Linked DNA regions of Mus musculus: region 2 is linked to region 1. The links are chromatin contacts, called in public promoter capture Hi-C maps. All regions are on one chromosome and are shown on one strand. Each heading gives the region's core, a stretch centred on a gene start, on an enhancer-like site or on the middle of the called end of the contact. The rest is flanking DNA. Distances are from core to core; before and after follow the strand shown.

Region 1 (5,450 bases), core at 857-3,356:
TTTTTTGCCTGTTAGCACGCATGAGCCACAGTACACCTGTGAAGATCGAAGGATGACTTGGGAGTCTCCTTTCTACCATTTAGGACTCAGGAATTGAATCCAGTCATCAGACTTGATGACAGGAACTTCTACCCACTGAACCATCTTAGGCTCCATTATTGGCATTTTGGAGCTGATTATAATTAGTGTTCAGCCTGACGTGATATCGAATGCCTTTGTCCTAACACTAGATAGGCCAAGACAGGAGAAATGCTATGAATTCAAAACCAGAATATTCCAGATCAACTTGGCCTACAGAGCAAGACCCTGTTTCAAAAACAACAGTAGCTTATACTGGTGTATGAATGTAATCTGAGCACTTGGAGTTGGGAGGCAGGAGGATCAGGAGTTCAGACCCTGTCTCAATCCACTGATGGTCTATTCCTAAGATTTATACCCATGAATGTTTTGTCTGCATATATCTGTGTGTACCATGCTTGTGTCTGGTGCATGCAGAGTAGGAAGAGGGCATTGGATCCTCTTGAAGTGGAGTTAAGGTCAGTTTGTAAGCCACCATGTGACTCCTTTGAGAACCCTCTTCTAGCCCTACTCTGAAACAGCTTACACCTTGTCTGTACGAGTTGCTAGGCCTGGTTCTCCTCAACCAGATAGTCACTCCTAATTTGAATAGGTATCAAATTGCATGAGAAAACTAAGATGGGTATTTTAGAGGATAAGGTAGGGCAAGGATTAACCTAATAACACATTTTAAGCACTTTTGGCTTTTTACCACATCTGAGCTGATAGAGATTAGTCTTTTTAGTCTCTTGCTACTCCCTGTGTACAGTTTAAGCATATACACATAGAAAAAAACATTCATTAGGTATTAGGCACCTATTGCATTCTAGACATTGTAAGCAGGCAGGGATTATAACAAGGATCCTTCCTGGGGTTTTCACAAGAAAGAAGGAGCAAAGGTTATAAAATACTGAAGTCTGCGTGTGTGCGCATGCACGCGCTCTAGAGAGAGAGTGTGCAGGGTACTCTTGTGGAGTCAGAAAAACTCTTGAGTTCTCCCCCACCACCTTGATGGTTGAAACTCACTGGGCCTGCAGTCAAACACCTGTACCTGTTCAGCCATTTGGTTATGACACCCAGGGAATAGTTAGACCTTCCTACCCAGAACGATTTGTCACCTAAAACTAGAACAGCCGGGCATGGTGGCGCACGCCTTTAATCCCAGCATTCAGGGAGGCAGAGGCAGGCGGATCTCTGAGTTTGAGGCCAGCCTGGTCTACAAAGTGAGTTCCAGGACAGCCAGGGCTATACAGAGAAACCCTGTCTCGAAAAACCAAAAAGAATAAAAACAAAAACAAAACAACTAGGACATTTAAATGTAGCCCAGGATCCAAAACATATATGTACGTTCACTCAGACCAAAAAGCTTCTAGGCGGTGGCCTGGATCCCCTAACCCTTTGCCGGGATCTCACTCTAGGAGGCATTCTTGAGACATGGTTTCCAGTCAGACGACATTCTGAACCCTTGTGATGTTTTCAGTTACCTTGAGGAGAAAATAAAAAAGCCCCAATTCAACAAGAAAACAAATTTATTACTTATTTAGATCCCACAGAGACCAAGGAACAGGGTGCTCCAAGATGGCCTGTTTAACACATTTGTGTTATTACATACACCTCAAAGGGAACCTCTACTCAGGCGAGATTCTTATGCAAAACTCACTCTGGGCTTCTTGGGTCCCAGTCCTAGTGACTGGTTGTTTTAAGTCAGGATTTCATTGTGTATTGTGTGTCGTCGTGGCTGGCTTGGAACTCAGAGATCCATCTGCCTCTGTGTGTGTCCAACACCTCCGGAGTGTTGGTCACCACACTGAACTTAAGAACCCATGACTGCTTTAGGTGTCTCCCCATCCCCACTCCCCGTGATTGGTCTCCAAAGCATGTCTAGTTCCAGATTCTATGGGACAGAGAACCTGACTCTGACTTTGAGAGGGCAGGGGCAGCCATTTTAAGACCAGAGGATCGCATAAGGGATCGTTCCCTATTGGGAACGCTGGGGACCGCCATTTTAAGAGCACCCTCGGCGCGTGCCTCCATGCGGGTACGAACAGGCAGCCGCCATCTTGGGCATTGGCTGCCGCGCCGAGTCGCCCTGTCCCGCCCCACGGCCTCTCGGGCCACCTCCCCCCGGGGCTGCTGTCCCTGGGCCTGCGGAAACCCACCCTGCTCGCCCTTGTGTGGTTCTCGCCGCTTACGTTGCGCGCTCGTGTGAATGCTCCGCGGCTTCTGAGCGCTCGTTTTAACAACCCCCCACTGGGGGCGCTCGGGCACCTTATACTTTGCGATCTCCAATCCTTACAATGTCTAACGGGCTCGACTGGCCCTGTTCCCTGGATATGGCAAGTGTATCGATTAAGGATCCTCTTTCCCAAGAACGCTAACACAGACGTTGTCCTCTGAGGCTCTGAATGACTTTATTCTTCAAATGCCTTTACCTTTCATAGCTCCAGGTGAGCACCCGGGCATCCCCCTCTCCATTGCCTGAACGGATGGATCACCGAGGGAAACAGGCAGGATTTTGGCAGTTTAGCGGGGTCCCTTTATAGATAGAGTAGAAGGTGCTTGGAGTTAGCCTGAAAGGGTGAGGAGATGGGGTAGACATGGGTAAGGAGGGCCTTGTGCTTCAAATAATCTCCGGGTAAATGCGGGTAGAAGTGATCTACTACAATTTCCAATCTAAGGGCGGGTCTGGGAGGGGGCGATGAGTTCAGAGGAGGTCCACCGCTCTTCAGAGGAGCGCACAGAAGAACTTCTTCTCCCGGAAGGGGTTCTCGGAAGTGGGCACAGGAGTGATGAGGGGGTCCTCACAAGCGTGGGCATCACAGTATGTCATCAGGTCTGCTGCTGCCTTGGACACCTGGAACCCAGCCAGGAAGGGATACATTAACCAGAATTCCTGAAAGGGACTGCAGTTCTCTTCTCCAATAGACTATCTTTTTGTTTCTAGTGCCCTTTGAGACAGCCCTCTCCCCCAACGCCAGTCCTCGGGAACAACTTTGCTGACAAAGCCCAGTTTCTGCCACTGACCTCAGGGTGTCAAGAAAAGAAGCATCTTTTCTTGGGGGGAGGGGGGAGGGGAGGGTATTGCAAACCCACAGCTGAGCCCTGAAGGGCTGATGGGAGCCAGGGTCGCACCCACCTTTATCCGGCACAAGCTGGCCTCAATCTTAAGCTGTTCCACCATCTTGCGTGCTTGACCAATACTCATAGTGCTGTTAACGGGGGTCTCCCCTTTCATCCTGGAGTAAAGACAGTCAGCTGAAACACTCAGCTCTTCACAACCACACACCTGGGATTGTGCCCCCATTCTCCAGTGGCCATCCCAGGTTTTTTTTTCTTTCTTTTTTTTTTTTTTTTTTAAGTAGGGAGAATGGAGAAGATAAAATGAAATATTCTCCTAACCCCTGGGTCCTGGTCATCAAATTATACAAACGATTTAAGGATTTTAAGTCTTTGAGCCAAATATGTTACCAGCAATGAAAGCCTCAGTCAGAAAGAGCCCCACCCTGATGAAATCACATCAGCCACCTGTCCCCCCTCAAGCCCTGAAGAGAAAAAAAGCTGCTTTCTACTCACCTGAAGTAACAGCAGCGGCAGCCAGGGATGTAGGGTCAGTGGGGAGGGGGCACCAAACCCTGCCTCAGATAGGTGCCCCACCCTGCCAGGACTTGGAGCTAAAAATATCCGTAGCACTGACAGTTAATGCAGAGAAGGTCACTAGAGATGCTCAGACGAGATCCTTGGAGGGGTGGTCTCAGTCTCCACAGCTTAAGTTCTGCCCAGATGGCTGGTACCTGAAGGATGAAGGATGCTAGAAGGAGCTGCTGATTCTGGCGCATACCAACTGCCTGGACAGTGGGGGAGTCAGTCTGCTGTTTGCATCCCCTGTGCACACCCTCACTGCTGCTCTCTCACTACCTGCCCCTGCCATTGTACAAGTCCTTAGTCTAAACTAGATAGCTCCCCAAAGGGCCTGAGGCAGAAGCAGGCTCCCCTCTCAAATGGGGTGGTCTGGGCCTGTGACAGCCCCTGCATTAGAGTCTGTCCCCACTGCGGAAGACCCTGCTCATTTGAAAGTCTGACATCAGCTGGGCTGCTGCTCCCCCACCCCCACCCCCACCCTGACACAGCACTTAGCACCTGAATCTTGGTTTCTTTCAGTGACCCACCGTTCTTCAGAGCTAGGAAAATGTAACACTCTACAGGTGATCAGCTTCTAGATCACCACTTTCTACCACGTGAGTGACGCGAGCTGGGAGACCCAGAGGTAACCCATCAGGAAGATAGCTAAAGAAATGATACATCAAAGAAGAGAAGCTGGGGCAAGAGAGACATGCAGAGACCAGATCAAAGGATCAGACAAAGACGAGGTAAGGCACCTTGCCACGAGAGTTAGTGTGAATGTTGTGAACACAGGTGGGCTTCTCGGAGTGGGGAGTAGGGTGGCAAGAGTTGGCACTGGGGAAATAGGGAATCGATTGGAAATTTTTCATGTAATTTGAGTGGATTACTACTATTCAAAAAGATGTGCATTGGCCTTGCCTCCTGGAGGACGTTATCCAGACGATGCCACCATCAGAAATCTAGTCTCATGGTTTTTTGTAGGGATTTTGAGGTTGGCTGCATCACGTGGGTCACAGAAGGTCAATCACGCAGCATAAAAACTGGAGACTGAAAGGGGTTGAAATGCCGCCACGCTTGACTAGCGGACGGCACCATCTGCGCACACAACACACAAGATTCAGATTCTGGCAGGGTGCAAGGCTCTCTGAGCTCCAGTTGGACTCCTACAGGCCCAAGGAACTCTACTGAATTTACAAAAAACAAACAAACAAAACAAAACAAAACAAAATCAGCATTTATTTCACACCTCCATTCAATCACACTGAAAAGACAGGTGGTAAAGGTATGGGCAGAGGGTTGTGGTTGAGGCCTGGAAAGGAGGACCAAGGAGTCCCAGACTGCGTTGGAGATTATAATGGGTCCTTTGGTCACTTAACTAAAGTGTAATGGGCAGAGACACTGGGGAGCAAAGCATTTTACAGGCTCTGCCCTCTATGCAAGGCTCAGCCCCTGTAGGCGATTGACAGTTGGGCGGGGCTTCCTCGGCAGCCGGAACTGCCTTCTGTATATTGCCTGGGCAGCGAGAGGCCGGTGAGTCTGCCTCGCCGCGGTGGCGATCTGGTGTACACCGCATTACCCCAGGGGTGGGCGCCGCAGCGTCGGCCACAGGGTGCTGTGCGGGGGTAGGGGTCACTTCCTCCGTGAGCGAGCACAGGTCCAGGCAGAGGAAAGAAACTCTTGGGAGGCAATTTTGACTGCTCTAAGGCTGCTGGCTTTGAGCCAGACTGGCCGGCTGTGCAACCTTAGGCAAGTCACTCACCTCCTTGCAAACC
Region 2 (5,450 bases), core at 1,890-4,389, 1.0 Mb after region 1:
AGAACTCAAGAAGTTAGACTCCAGAGAACCAAATAACCCTAATAAAAATGGGGTACAGAGTTAAACAAAGAATTCTCAATTGAGGAATATCCAATGTCCAAGACGCACCTAAAGAAATGTTCAGCATCCTTAGTCATCAGGGAAATGCAAATCAAAACAACCCTGAGATTCCACCTCACACTGGTCAGAATGGCTAAGATCAAAAACTCAGGTGACAGATGCTGGTGAGGATGTGGAGAAAGAGGAACACTCCTCCATTGTTGGTGGAATTGCAAGCTGGTACAATCACTCTGGAAATCAGTTTGGTGGTTCCTCAGAAAATTGGACATAGTATTACCTGAGGACCCAGCTATACCACTCCTGGTATATACTCAGAAGATGCTCCAACAAGGATACATGCTCCACTATGTTCATAGCAGCCTTATTTACAATAGCCAGAAGCTGGAAAGAACCCAGATGTCCTTCAACAGAGGAATAGATACAGAAAAGGTGTTACATTTACACAATGGAATACTACTCAGCTATTAAAAACAATGAATTAATGAAATTCTTAGGCAAATGGTTGGAACTAGAAAATATCATCCTGGGTTAGGTAACCCAATCACAAAGAACACACATGATAGGCACTCACTGAGAAGTGGATATTACACTAAAAGCTCGGAATATCCAAGATATAATTCACAGTCTACATGTAACTAAGAAGAAGGAAGACCAAAGTATGGGTGCTTCAGTCCTTCTTAGAAGGGGGAACAAAATACTCATAAAAGCAAATACTGAGATAAAGTATGAAACAGAGACTGAAGGAAAGGCCATCCAGAGACTGGCCTACCTGGGGATCCATCCCATATACAGTCACCAAACACAGACACTATCATGAATTCCAAAAAGTGCATGCTGACAGGAACCTGATATAGCTGTGTCCTGAGAGACTCTGCCAGAGCCTGACAAATACAGTAGATGCTCAAAGCCAACCATTGAACTGAGCTCAGGATCCCAATGAAGGAGTTAGAGAAAGGACTGAAGGAACTGAAAGAGTTTGCAACCCCATAGGAAGAACAACAGTAGCAACCAACCAGACCCCCCAGAGCTTCCAGGGGCTAAGCCACCAACCAAGGAGTATACATGGCTTCAGCGGCATATGTAGCAAAGGATGACATTGTCAGACATCAGTGGGAGAAGAGGCTCTTGGTCCTGTGAAGGCTCGATGCCCCAGTGGAGAGGAATGCCAGGGTGGGGAGGCAGGAGAGGATGGGTGGGTGGGTGGGTGGGGGAACACCCTCATAGAAGCAGGGGGAGAGAGAATGGGATAGGGTATTTCGGGGAGGGGCAGGGAAAGGGGATAACATTTGAAATGTAAATAAAAAAAATATCCAAAAGAAAAAAGAAAAAAAGAGTGACTCTTAGACAAAGACTTTCCCTGTGGTGATCTAAATGAAGCAGCTTTCTAGGATGATCCTTGCTTGTTCATATTGCTTTATAGCATATTGCCAAAGTTAGCATGAGGCCAATGCTGAGCAATTCAGTAAGACACTGTGAGATGTTAGGTTAAATCAGTCAGCTTGGAGAGGAGTTTGAGCCAGAACAGCTGAGTTGAACTGGCCATGGCCAGCCAGAGCTCAGAATTAACTAGAAAGGGTGAGCTTATTCAGCACAAGTCTCAGAGGCTGAAAACATTCTAGACCTAGATTAAATTGTATGGAGGCTAGAATTTAGACAAGGCCTAGGTTAGCAGATGGAAGTGTGCCAAGGAGATGTTAGTGATCCCCCAAAACACAGACAGGAGCCAATCTGGTGCAACTCACAGCAGGGTCTTTATTCTTTTTGAGCTAACTCAACTCCCTTTACCCGCCCCTCCCCCAATGCACCACCATCATGCATGATGGTTTGGGGTTGGGGGAGCCCTGAATGTCTATTGGGGCAAGGCTTTATAGTAAGCAATAAGCAGGGAGTACATATGCAAGCATCTAATTGGAAAGCTCCTGTGACCTTTAACATAATTGACTGGTGCTGGGAGTCATATCATAAACTTAATTTCTGTTCCCCTCTGCATTGGTGGTCATTAGGCAGGGGGTGGGCTTATAACCTGGGGGTGTAGATTTGTTGGGGGAATAACCTGGAGACACTGGTCTTGTTGAGGGTGTAGCCTGGAACCTCTGGTCATGTTAGAGATTAGCCTAGAGACTGGAGCTAGGCTGGGGTTTTGGGGGAAGCAACTTGGGAGACTAATGCTACGTACCAGCCTGTTAGTTTACCTGAGTTCAAACTTAGGTCAGTTTCTCTAAAATGAAATCTGAACTTAAACGATTTGGGATCTCAGAGGCAGTAAGCATCAAAGACAACAATTACTTCAGGAGAATAAAAGTTACATTTACAGCCTATGGTTGTTAGTCCCATTGAAGGAGAGTAAAGACCATTCTCAAACTCTTTGGACAAATTACTCAAGCTTTATTTTCTGCCAGACAGGGCAATTTCCCTAGAGTGAGGTTTGAGAAAAATAGTGTTGAACACAAAAGATGAGGTTTATATTAGCCCCAAAACTGCAAGGCCGGAGGAGTTTCAAGGGTTGGAGGATTTCCAGAGGAATTCTAGTTATGTAGAAACTTGAACATTTCAAAATCATTTTACAGAACATTTTATCAGAGTAGTGGTCAGGGTATAGAGTGTAGAGCATGGAAAATATCATAAAATGAAGGGAGTCCTGGTCAAACCCAAGTTTTACAGAAAATAGGAATTAATTTATTTTGACCTTGTAATAAGATGACTACTAATCTTAAGATAATCACCCTGGCCCAACACAGCCTTATCACCCCACATAGAAAAACTCTACTTAAACTATATGTACGTATACACGTACATTTATGTATGTATTTTAAAGAAACAATGTTTCCCTGTGCCTTGTTCAATTATCCTTGGTAGCTTTTTTTTTAATTCCTCTTTCCTCCCTCTTACTCTATATTGCCCCCCACTAATTAATTAAAAGTTTCCCTGCCCTGTTTTTCCCATTTCCCCTTCAAAGCACCTGTATTAGGGTTCTAAAAAGAAACAGAACTGAATGCACACACACACACTCACACTCACTCACTTGCAGAGACAAATTTATTGGAATGTCTACCCAGGCTGTAGTCTGACTATTCCAAAAATGACTGACTCCTAACTGGGGAATCTAATAACTGTTCAGTCTGTGAGGCTGGATGTCTCAGCTGGTCTTCAGTACATGCCAGAACCAAAGAAACAGGCTCTGATTCCAGTGAAGAAGTGAACTTCCCAGTGAGAGGACAAGTAGGCAAAGAACAAGCTCTTCCTTCTATGGCCTCTATTTAGGCTGCCACCAGAACCTGTAGCACAGATTTAAAGGTGTGGCCTCCTACCTCAAATGATCCAATCAAGAAAAATCTCTCGGGCTGGTGAGATGGCTCAGCGGGTAAGAGCACCCGACTGCTCTTCCGAAGGTCCGAAGTTCAAATCCCAGCAACCACATGGTGGCTCACAACCATCCGTAATGAGATCTGACGCCCTCTTCTGGAGGGTCTGAAGACAGCTACAGTGTACTTACATGTAATAAATAAATAAATAAATCTTAAAAAAAAAAGAAAAAAAAACAAGAAAAATCTCTCGCAGTTATACATACTCAGCAGCTTGGGTTTTAGCTAATTCCAGATGTATGCCATCAAGCTGACAACCAAGAATAGCCATCACAACATCCAACATCTTACTATCCCTGTCTCCCTTGCCCTACATGGTCCCTTTTCACTTCCCTGGTTTCTGTAGCTACTCCAGGTTATATGCTCACATCTGCAGATTCAAAGCTAAAATCCACAAATAAGAAAGTGATTCACTTTTTGGGTCTGAGTTCCCTCACTAAATATAACATTTTCTAGTTCCATCCATTTAACAATATAATTCCAAACAGCATTAGTGGGGTATTGCAAATATTAGGATAAATTCCCAGATTCTTTGTGGAATGCCATCACATTGAAGTTCAATCTTTATAAGTAGGTTCATTTTAAGAAACACTACTCATAGCCAGGTGTGGTGGCGCACGCCTTTAATCCCAGCACTTGGGAGGCAGAGGCAGGCGGATTTCTGAGTTCGAGGCCAGCCTGGTCTACAAAGTGAGTTCAGGACAACCAGGACTATACAGAGAAACCCTGTCTCGAAAAAACCAAAAAAATAAATAAATAAACATCATGAATTTTGTAGGCAAATGGATGAAACTAGAAAATATCCTGAGTGAGGTAACTAGACCCAAAAGAACATGCATGGTATGTATTCACTGATAAGTGGATATTAGCCAAAAAGTACAGAATGCCCAACTGTAAGAAGTGTGACAAGCAGAAATGTCCAAGTGAGGTGGCTTCAATCCTACTCAGAAGGGAGAAGAAAATAATCACAGGTGGCTGAAGGAGGGAGAGACCTGAGTGGGAGAGAGGGAGGGGAGAAGGGGTATTAGATCAGATATGGGGGTGAAGGGACAGGAGAGAAGCCCAGAGGGCCAAGAGAATGAAAGGAGACAAGCAGCCTTGGAGGATGGGAAGTGGAGGAACCTCTAGGAAGTACCAGAGACCCAGGAGGTGAGAGACTTTCAGAACCCAATGAGGGGGTGATCTTAGCTAAAATGTCCAACACTGGGGAAAGGGAACTCAAAGAACCCACCTCCAGTACATAGATAAACAGGGATTTAAGTGGAGGGACTGGGCTAATAACCCACAATCAAAATTCCTGACCCAGTTATTCCTGTCTAAAAGAACTGCAGAGACAAAAATGGAGAAGAGACTGAAAGGCGGTCCAATGACCAGCCCAACTAGAGACCCATGTCATGTGGAGACACCAAGGCCTGACATTACTATGCTATGATGTGTTTATGACAGGAGCTTGGCATGGCTGTCCTCTGAGAGTCCCTACCAGCAGCTCACTGAGACAGAAGCAGGTACTTACACCCGACCACTGGACTGAAGTCAGGGACCTCTATGCTTGAATTAGGGGAAGGATTGAGGAAGCTGAAAGGGAGATCGACCCCATAGGAAGACCAGCAGTCTCAACTAACCCAGATCCCAGGGAGCTCTCAGATACGGAGCCACCAACCAGGAGCATCCACAGGTTGGTCCAAGGCCCCTGGCACATATGTACCAGAGGACTGCCTGGTCTGGCCTCAGTGGGAGAAGATACACTTAATCATCAAAAGATTTGAGGCCTCGAGGAAGGGGGGATGGCTGGTTGGGGGGGTCCTCTCTGAGGCAAGGGGAGGAAGAATGATGAGAAACTGTGGGGAGGGGTACAGAGGGGTATAATGACTGGAATGCAAATAAAACAATTCTAAAAAATAAAATAAAATAACCACCACGCTCTGAGAGAAAGTAACAGGGTCATGCTGGTCTTACAAGACTTCCAGACAGCTCAAGGGCTCTTTTGTTCTGACAGCTACTAAAAATTCACTGACAGCAAATGCAAAC

Evidence for each region. Promoter capture Hi-C pulls out the DNA fragments that hold promoters and counts their contacts.
Region 2: a contact with region 1 is called in a promoter capture Hi-C map of second pharyngeal arch cranial neural crest. The contact joins the enhancer-like site here to the promoter of Bscl2 in region 1. A contact is called at or near these places in 12 of 39 promoter capture datasets (the 3T3-L1 cell line, the C10 cell line, the HPC-7 cell line and 7 more), 3 of 484 Hi-C or Micro-C datasets (the 63-12 cell line, B cells and embryonic stem cells), 10 of 115 datasets of contacts at active chromatin or transcription factors (bone marrow-derived macrophages, embryonic forebrain, embryonic stem cells and 4 more) and 2 of 9 other capture datasets (embryonic stem cells and pancreatic islet).

What each region holds. Positions count from the first base shown.
Region 1 is chr19:8,835,361-8,840,810 of GRCm38.p6, forward strand. It overlaps Bscl2 (Berardinelli-Seip congenital lipodystrophy 2 (seipin)), which reads left to right and starts at 2,107. Exons shown (of 12, transcript NM_001136064.3): 1 at 2,107-2,504; 2 at 4,216-4,424. The coding sequence starts at 4,350. Gng3 (guanine nucleotide binding protein (G protein), gamma 3) reads right to left here and starts at 3,886. Exons shown (of 3, transcript NM_010316.3): 1 at 3,631-3,886; 2 at 3,194-3,293; 3 at 1,569-2,911. The coding sequence starts at 3,292. The coding sequence ends at 2,783.
Region 2 is chr19:9,862,497-9,867,946 of GRCm38.p6, forward strand. No RefSeq gene overlaps it. Among named protein-coding and RNA genes, the nearest start is that of Scgb2a2, 18 kb to the left of the region's middle. Within about 2 kb of position 3,140, at least 6 of the 459 cell types and tissues checked have an H3K27ac peak or open chromatin away from gene starts, as enhancers often do.